Regions from separate parts of the Zea mays genome. Here region 2 is linked to region 1. A link is a contact called in public Hi-C data. All regions are on one chromosome and are shown on one strand. Each heading gives the region's core, a stretch centred on a gene start, on an enhancer-like site or on the middle of the called end of the contact. The rest is flanking DNA. Distances are from core to core; before and after follow the strand shown. Region 1 holds the start of LOC100501230 (putative leucine-rich repeat protein kinase family protein). Region 2 holds the start of LOC103645590 (FIP1[V]-like protein).

Region 1 (4,781 bases), core at 1,194-3,693:
AACCACGACGCATCCGGAGTGGAAGAGAAGAGACAGTGAAACACGCTGTCCTAGGCACGACCACCCGGTGCAGGAGAAGCGGTCAAGTCAAAAGGAAGGGCGCGGCAAAAAAAAACTCCAAAAGGGCGCACGCACTACTAGTCTGCCGAGCCGGGGCGGAACATTCCCTCGTGCGGCCGGCGCGCGGACGTGCAGTGCAGTCCTCCGCGCCTTGCACGCTCCTGTCTCACTCAGCCGCCGCGGGGCCGGCAGGCGGTAGCAGTCACCACCAGTTCGTTGAGCTTGAGCTCGAGCCTGGAGCCGCGCCATGGACACGTCAGGTGGTTTTCTCGGAGTCCTCGCGCGGCGGGCAGCGGCCCCACGCGCTGGGCGCGCGAAGTGGATCCCGTCTTGCCTTGTCGCCTGTGACGCACACGCACCTAGTACGTTCTGAACTCCCCTCCATTCCACGCATCGGCGAGGAGGCGTATGGTGGCTGGCTCCACGCAGCGCAAGCAGCGGCCAAGTGGTTTCCCCGCGGTGCCAGATCGGCTGGTTAGACAAGTACTACTCGCTCCGTCTTTTGCGAACGTACTACGCGGTACGCCTGCCGCCCTGTGGCTGAGAGTCTCTGGATGAGTGGATGTTACTCCAACGCCTTAGCAGCCTGTAAATCTGATGAGCAATTCCTGCATGATTCCTTCCAACCAAATACAGCTACTAGAGATTCTGCAGGGTGTTCCGGCTCATCAGAACGCTTGGATCTGCTCGGTGTATGCAGCGATCTTCCTAGAAAAGGGAATTGCTAATGCGATATGTTTTACCAGCCAATTTTACCCGGAGCACACGCAAACACAGCCCCGTAGATCGCCAAATCACCGCAACTAAATACAGCCCGCGGCCTAGTGGACGCTTAGATCTAGTAGCCAGTTTAATGCTCCAGAAAATGGTTAGCCATCATCGACACTAGTACTACTCACGTACTCAGGAAGAAAATAGTAGTCACGTGCTGCTAATTCGGCAGGCAGTGAAAAGTCCAAAAACGGTGGACGAACACAGAAAGAATCACGCACATTCTACAGCCTGTAACATTTGCACCGTTCCGTGTGTTACCGTGCGTCAGATTCCAATGTCGCTGTACCCATGAGGTAGATCGGACTGGGCAGGGGCAAGGTCCAGAGAGGAAAAAAGGGGTAAAAACAATAGATCTGTGCATTAAAACATCTAAGTTTTTTTTTAAAAAAATAGCGTTGAAATATTTAGGTTAAAAATACTTTCGAAACTCCGCTTTGTTATATATTTCTACCATTTCTCTTAAGTTACTGTTAAAATTGAGAACCTGAGATATTTAGGCAGGAATAGATGCTATCGAAGTTTTATAAGACTGTCCAATTCTTTCTCAGTTTCATTTAACGATGAATCACTGTAACAAAGTAGCTTTTCGATGGTTTTTTTTGTAAAACTGAATCTTTCGATGCTCATTTTTACTCATGAGCTTTTAATGTATATATTTAATTTTCTGGAAAAAAAAGGAACCATAATCCACCGGCCGGCGGGCGCCCGCGAGCCACGCCCACGACCACGAGGCCACGACCCGGCAGGCCGCGCCGTGCCACGCCAGCCGCTCGCATCGCAGCCGCAGATCCCGTTGACTCGAACACAACAAAAGCAGAAGCCTCGTTGACCCAATCCTCCCAGTCCGCTATGCTCATCCATCCCATCGAAAACCCCATCAAGCCCCCCGGAACCGGCCACTAAACGCACGCACCCACCCGACCAACCCAACGCGCACCAGTTCATCTCATGACTCTGTCACAGCTGCATCTGTGCGCACCACCACACCGCTGGCACGGCTCGACCCAGAACCAGAACCAGAACCACAACAACGCGGGCGCCGTCAGATCTCAGAAACCCAAACACCCAGCGGGATCCGGCCTCTGGCTGCTGAAAAACAAACCAAACGTGGCAACAAATCGCGGACAGCGCAGAAGAAGGAAGCAAAACCAACCCTTCCATTCAAAGCCCCGAGAATTTCAAAAAACACTAACAGCTTCCGCGATACAAGCATCGGCTTCGTCCCTCTGCGGTTCTGCCTCCTCCATTTCGTCTCCTCTCCTCTCCTCTCCTCCCCACTCCTCTCTCTCTCTTTCTCTCTTCCCCAGCTCCGGCCGCCCCGTCGCCGCAGCCGTCGCGTCTGCTGCTAGCGCTGTGCTCTCCGGCGCCACCGTGGCCGCGGGCGAGCTCGAGAGGTGCGGAATTTGGGTGCTGCTCGTGCTGGTTTCGAACCGGAGCAGGGGGGAAGTGGAGGAGTAATAATTGGGAGGCAGTTGGAGGAGTGTAACTTTGGGCATTAATGGCGGGGTGGTGAGAGACCCCCCAAGGGAGGAGGCCTCTCTGGTGGTGGCGCCCTGTAGTTTACCTGCGTAGCTCGGCCTCTGCACCCCCGCCTTTATTGCGTTTAATTTCCCTCCGAATTCCAGCGCTTCGGCCTCCTCGCCAACCCCATCGACACCTGTAACGCGGAGTGGACATGGGCCACGGCGGCGGCGGCGGCGGCGGCAGGAGGAGGCGCTCGAGGCGATGATGCGCGATCGAGCGCGCGGGCTCTGGGCGCTGCTGCTCGTCGCCCTGGCGGCGGCGCCCTGGGCGGTGCTGGCGCAGGGGAACCTGACGTCGCGGTCGGATCTCGCTGGGCTGTACGCGCTGCGGGGCTCGCTCGGCCTGAGGGCGCGGGACTGGCCGCGGCGTGCGGACCCGTGCACGGCGTGGGCGGGCGTGGGCTGCCGCGCCGGCCGCGTCGTCTCGCTCAACCTCGCCGGGCTGCGGCGCACGCGGCTGGGCCGCCTGTCCCCGCGCTTCGACGTCGACGGCCTGCGCAACCTCACGCGGCTCGAGGCCTTCAACGCCTCGGGGTTCGGGCTCCCCGGCTCCATCCCGGCGTGGCTAGGCGACGGGCTCGCTCCCACTTTCCAGTCCCTCGACATCTCCGCCTGCGCCGTCTCCGGGGAGATCCCGGCCTCCGCGCTCGTGGGCCTCGGCAACCTCACCACCCTCAACTTCGCAGGCAACCAACTGTCCGGTCAACTCCCGGCCACCGCGCTCTCGAGGCTAACGCGGCTCAGGACCCTCAACCTCTCGTCCAATGCGTTTTCGGGCGCCCTGCCTGACGCGGTCTGGTCGCTCCCGGGGCTCAGCGTTCTGGACGTCTCTCGTAACAACCTCACCGGCGCATTGCCCACGGCAGGGTTCGCGCTGCCAGCCAATGCACAGGTGGTGGATCTGTCGTCGAACTTGTTCTATAGCGGCGTGCCAGAGACCTTTCGCCGGCTGTTCGCCCAGTTGCTGCTGGCCAATATTTCTGGGAACTACTTCGACGGCAAGCTAGGAGTGTCCGATGGTGGTGGTGGGCCTGGTGGCAATGTTTCGTTTCAATCGAATTGCTTCCTTGACGTTCTGGGACAGCGTACCCAGGCTGATTGTCAGCAGTTCTATGCCAAGCGTGGCTTGCCATATGATGGTCCAGTTATCCCACCCGCACCACAGCCTGCACCTTCACCGGCAAGGAAGAAGAACAGGAATCTGAAATACATACTGATCGGGGCCATTGGTGGAAGCCTCCTGCTGATAGCCGGGGTTGCAGCCATTGTGTTCTGCTTTGTGTGTTCTGTGAGAACAGGGAGGACGGATGGTCAGAGGGAAAGTGGGGCATCACCAAGTGCACCAGCACCATCGGTAGTGTCAGCTACCGGCACAGCTGCAGCTACTGGTGGCACACACCCTTCTGCATTGTCCACAAACATGGCGAAAGTCGGCGATTCATTTGCTTACGACCAAATTGCCAATGCCACATCGGGATTTGGGGAAGAGAGGCTCATCAAGCATGGTCACTCAGGTGATCTATACCATGGTGTGCTCCAAGACGGGACTGCCGTGGTGGTGAAGAGGATCACTTTGCGCGTGGCTCGGAAGGATGCCTATATGGCAGAGTTAGATTTGTTTGCTAAAGGATTGCATGAAAGGCTGGTTCCTTTCCTGGGTCACTGCCTTGATAAAGAAGAAGAAAAGGTTCTTGTGTATAGGTTTGTCCGAAATGGTGACTTGTCAAGTGCACTGCACAAAAAGTCAAGGGAGGAAGATGAAGGCTTGCAATCTTTGGACTGGATAAAGAGGTTGAAGATTGCAACGGGAGTAGCTGAGGCTCTTTGCTATCTGCATCATGAGTGTTCTCCACCGATGGTTCATAGGTATTAACTTGTCAATATTTGTTTGCTTTGTATCTGTTAACATTTTTTTTGTTTAAGACGATAAAGTTTTAGATTTATCATAGAAATTCAATCTGTATCATTACTTGAAATTTAGTGGTTGACAGTCAGTCTCCGCTATGTGTGTTTCACTATGGGTGCTCTGATAATTGTTTTTTTAGTTTGGTACTAGAGGTTTCAGCAGCTACTGCAATGAGCTTTCCCCCATAGATTTGGTGACAGCTAGGAATACATTGAACATACACTAATGTGTGCTAGCAATCGCTGACTCAGAAACTTAATATTTTGTGCTTGATGCGGTATATACCGTGCATTATCTGAGTACTGGAAATTCAATGTGGACACTGCTGTTATTTGCTTTAATATCTTTGCAGAGATGTTTCTGCTGGTCTATATCATTTAAATACTCACCAATTTTACCATACAAAATAACAGGAAGTTCTTTATCACCCTGATTTCACCTTTTTTCATGTTTTGTTATTAATGTGAGGCATGCAGTAGATCGCAATCATTTCTGATTGTTTTGTCATTTTGTCGGTT
Region 2 (4,781 bases), core at 933-3,432, 160 kb before region 1:
AGCCACTCAGATGAGCCCATTCGACAACATTGCCATCAGCGGTAAGGAGGCAGTACGCCAATGCCACAGGGGGGCCTACGCCTGGAGTGCTAGGCCCCAGCATTGTGGTTGTAGTCACGCCCAGTCCAACGCATGCACAGCGCCCTACATGAGCAGCGTGTATGACGATGGCAACAGCTAAAGCGATAGGTGTTGCATCAACGTCTTCCATGAGGATTGAGCCTCGCAGTAACCAAACATCAAAGTGGGGCTAGAGAGATGCTGAAGGGGCCAAGATCAGATGCAGACAAACAACATGGGTATTGGGCAATGAACAATGTTAAAGGGTCAACAGGGAAGAGATGCAATGGTTTAGGAACAGCTAAACCATGTCATCAACCACTGAAGTCGGGCGGGAGGCAGTGGCAACTTTAGCCACCGCTAGGAGGTGTCGTTGAGTGGGAGTCAGGCGACGAGTCGGGTGGAGCCTCCGAATAGAAAATAAAATGATTTGATCCGATAAACAGTGCCAATTGGATAATATTTTGGAAATTTTGGACAACAGGAATCTAGAAAATCTAGGATAGAAAGATATTTTGGATTGAACTAGAGGACTACATTTTCAAGAATCTATCCAAATGATGTACCACTTTGGTTGAGATTTTTCAGATTTTTTACAGTGAATCTCGAGTCAGAAAGCTTAACCAAATAGACCATTCCAAAACCTTAAAAAGCTGAACCAAACGAACCCTTAAAAAGCTGACCAAACGGACCCTTAAGAAGCATTGTAGTGCACTTTGAGCTGGATAATGTCAATTACTATGTGCCCATATCTCTTATTAGACCGCAAAGGATATTAGTGAATTGAACCAGCTGCACACCTCTGTACAGGTGAAATGGTGGCATCAATGCATCATTCTTCAAAACCGGTCAGCTTTGTACTGCAGAATGAAATTCCGTTACTGTCCTGTGAAATCAATCAGCCTCAACATTACCATCGTGAATGCTACTCCAGCATGGAGATAACCCGCTCCAAGGAATGGACGTTTGAAGATGCTATATAGAGGCATCCAATACCAATAGAAAATGCAATGTCATTGAAATTTTCTTCATTTCTTCCTTTCTTCCTTTATAGACCATGTTAATAATGCATTTACAGTTACATCGGGAATGGTCCGCACCGGGTTGTAAAAAGAAACTAAACTTGACAGGAAATTTCCACAAAGTAACACAGTACAACTAAAGGATAGCGAGTCGCAACCGGGTTTACGACGTCTCCCTCTGTAGGGGTGGCCAGAGTGCATCGTACGGCTTCTTGGCCCAAATAACTGACCTTGAACATGGAATGGTGCTGTTGATGGAACCCTTGGCCGCCGCCACTGTACCCGATCCTTCCACCAGGTGCCGCGGCCGTCTTACCAGGATCACCTCCGTCCTTTCGCTCTCCTTCTGCCCCTGCCGCTACTGGGTCCTCTCCCCAATCCTGCTCGTCGATCCCGGTGATGTGTGGTCCGTCGGCGACGATGACGAGGTCCTCACCGTCTTCGTCGTCTCCTTCATCATCCCCGAGCCCCCGGCGTCCATCTGTCTCGTTGAGCACGATCTGGATGTCGTCCTCGCTATCGCTGTCCCATTGGTCGCTCCCGGCCGCACCAGCTGCCGCCGACGACGAGAGCCCAGGGATGGCTGGCCCGGAATCCTCCGCACCACCCCCCATGAGCGGATCGAGATCATTATCAGCGGCGGGCAGCTTCACGGGCGGCGCAGGGTCGCCTTCGTCGTCGTCCTCGTCGGCCCAGTCGCCGGTCGGGTCGACCCCGGGTATGGGGTCGCTCCCTCCTAGGATCCAGTCGTCGTCTTCCTCCACCCCCGCCGCCGCCGCCGCCGCCACAGGGCTAGGATTAGGGTTTGGAGGCGGACGGGGTAGGGTTTCGACTGGAACAGGGTTGGATAACGCGGACGTGGATGTGGGGGGCTGAGTGGGGATGAGGATGTCGGTGTAGAGGTCGCCGAACTCGTCGTCTTCCTCCATCGCGGCGCGGCGGCGGGACCCGGGGAGGTGGAGGATTGTAGGCGGCGGCGGCGGCGGCGGAATAGTGCGAGGAAGAGGAGGCCGAGTCGTGGAGTGTGCGCTACGGAGCTGCTTATTAGGTACTATTCCGAGTTACTAATAGTCAGCTAATAAATCAATTGTTATAGTTAGCTAGATGTTTACACAGCCCCTTTCGCACGGCTATTTGGACGACTCTAGCTCGGATTTATCGTGAAATCCTACTAAACAACCATAAAATCGGCTTCTCATCGAGAACCCGATAATATCGTCGAGAACCCGATAATAGTCGGAGTCGTTTTCTTGTTAGGAGCCAAAGCACCAAAAATATGGTTTCTACCTACGTTTTCCTCATACATTCAAAAAAGAAACACAAGATAAGTTGTTTTGTCAAACAAATTGCAAAACGGCTCTAGCTCCTCCAGAAAAAACTAAGGAGCCAGAGCGAAAACCCTGCCAAAGAGGAGCCTTAAACTTAGCATAACCATTAGCTCTAGTCCTTTAGAGGTCATAAAGAGGACCTTAGGCCCTTGACAAGGATCATTGGGTCGTTTCAGCTCTGGTTTGTTTGCCTCATCCTTGACAGACGCCAAGAGCATCTTCAAGACTTCCCAAACTCGTTGATCTTTTATTAGTACAATGTATTTGCATTACGACATCATATAAACTATTCAACAAATTTTAGTGTATAATGATTACATGGAAACAAACAATACATATATTATCATCGACTTCAATATCTCATAAATTCTTTGCCAACAACCAATAAGTGGTTAGCGTGACCTCGACGACAATGTGGTTCGTGAATGGTCTCATTTGTGTTGTGAGGTTCTTGATGTAGGTAGCTGCGGGAGATAGATATATGTCGGGTCCTTATGAGCGTAGAAACGCCTCATGGGCCGTCTGATGGGCCTCCCGATGGTTTGCCTAGCAAGACATGCCCTCGGGTCGCAACCAGGCCAGATGAGCTCGACCTAGGGAGACGAAGCCCCTGTTTGTTTCGGCTTTTCACAGCTTCTGGCCACCAAAAGCTGCTGCAGACTGCCAAACACTCAGCTTCTCAGCCAGCTTTTATAAAATTTGTTTGGTTAAAAACTATTCAAAATCAACATAAACATATAATCGGTTGAGTCGCCGCAATAGTAGTAATCCGTCACTTTATAGATCCTGAGCCCCATGGACAACTTTATCTTCCTCCGCACGTAATCCTAATGATACTCAGATTCTCTACACAGCCAGATTCTCCCCACAGCTAGATTCTCGGAAAAGCTGGTCAGAAAAAAGCTAAACCAAACAGGCCCGAAGATCGGACAACCGAATTATGTGCAGCAGGAGCGTTGATGTCTCGCGAAGAGGTTGCGCACACCTGAAGGGCTAGATACTCTGCGATAACTCGAATGAAGAGCGACTAATGAGCAAGAATGCATGATGCGTTAAAAGAGGATTCAGGTAGAGTTAGATAGCGATCACGACTTATAAATGGATAACCCTATGGATATCTATATAAGATCGAGGGGATGCCCCTATGATCGCATCTCATCTCATCTCGTCATGTCCCAGCACCACTTCATAGCTCATTAGCCTTCTCATAGCAACCACACCACCACTAGATCGACAGGAGAAGTCACCCTCCACTACCCACAGTTCATCTGTAACCCATGTACACCGGTGAAACTCCAATACTTCGCGTCGACGGGAAGTAGGGTGTTACGCATTCTAGCGGTCTGAACCTATATAAACCCTTGTGTGGTATGGCATGCATCCTCAGACCATCGAGTCGCAGTCAACGGCGTCGTCCTGCTCAAAAGCATCACGTGGGGAACCCCGTGGTCCGCAGTCAGGTCATAAACAACGACAGTTGGCATGCCAAGTAGGGGATGCGACGTTGATCAACGATGACTCCATGGCTATCATCTTTAACACCCCGATCACCTTCAACGTCGGGGAGGTGTTTCGCTTTGGATCCGTCTCCTACATCGCGGATCAAGAAGGTGTCTTGCACCGCATTGCAGATCCATCTGAGAAAAGATCTTCTCTAATGGTACCAATTGCGGAGGAAGGCTCGCCCTGCCTGACTTCAGCAATAACTGCTCCGATGAACTCCAAGGCACGAAGACCTCAACCAACTTTCGCACCACGTAGGATTGCGTCCGCATAGGGCGGGCCTAGGGCCATAACAACACATGTGGCTCGACTGACTGAGGTTGCACCCTTGTCGTGGCGGACTCCTCTGCCCACATCACCTACCCGGGTGTGGACCTTGATTAATGGACAAAAAAGAGTGGATAGCCCCAGTACCAACATGGCCGCGGAAACAAGATCGACGATTGTCCCGGCCGCTCCGCTCACATGGGAGACGGTCGGAACGCGGGACACAGCCCCAAGCTCTTTCTTCCTGGATGTCCTCTTTATCTAGGGAAGAGTAGAGGATGCTCCCATCTTCAACGACGAGACCACTGTACTAGGGGAGGAGCTGAAACGTCACAATCCTCTTGGACTCAAATGTGATACAAATACTAGTCCCAGGAGGCTAGTATACACATTTATACATCAGATGGTTTCAGATCTGCTTAAATGATATAAACCTATAAAGGTGACGATCAGCTTTAAGAGTTGGTCCACAACTCGGGACATATCATTAGAGTGGGGCTGAAGCAGCACAATATACGCAGCGAAGCAAATCAATGATCCAACAGCCGCAGACATGGTTGGGAAACAGGTGTAACTCTAACCCGATCAGCGATCATCGTTG

The links. Hi-C and Micro-C count contacts between places; a contact is called where the count stands out from the background.
Region 2: a Hi-C map of ear shows a contact between it and region 1, with 1.9 times the contacts expected there. The contact joins the promoter of LOC103645590 here to the promoter of LOC100501230 in region 1. A contact is called at or near these places in 2 of 25 Hi-C or Micro-C datasets (ear and tassel).

Annotation. Positions count from the first base shown.
Region 1 is chr1:277,194,552-277,199,332 of Zm-B73-REFERENCE-NAM-5.0, reverse strand. LOC100501230 (putative leucine-rich repeat protein kinase family protein) reads left to right here and starts at 2,443. Exons shown (of 4, transcript NM_001196007.1): 1 at 2,443-4,223. The coding sequence starts at 2,560.
Region 2 is chr1:277,351,039-277,355,819 of Zm-B73-REFERENCE-NAM-5.0, reverse strand. It overlaps LOC103645590 (FIP1[V]-like protein), which reads right to left and starts at 2,182. Exons shown (of 9, transcript XM_020546910.3): 1 at 1,313-2,182. The coding sequence starts at 2,011.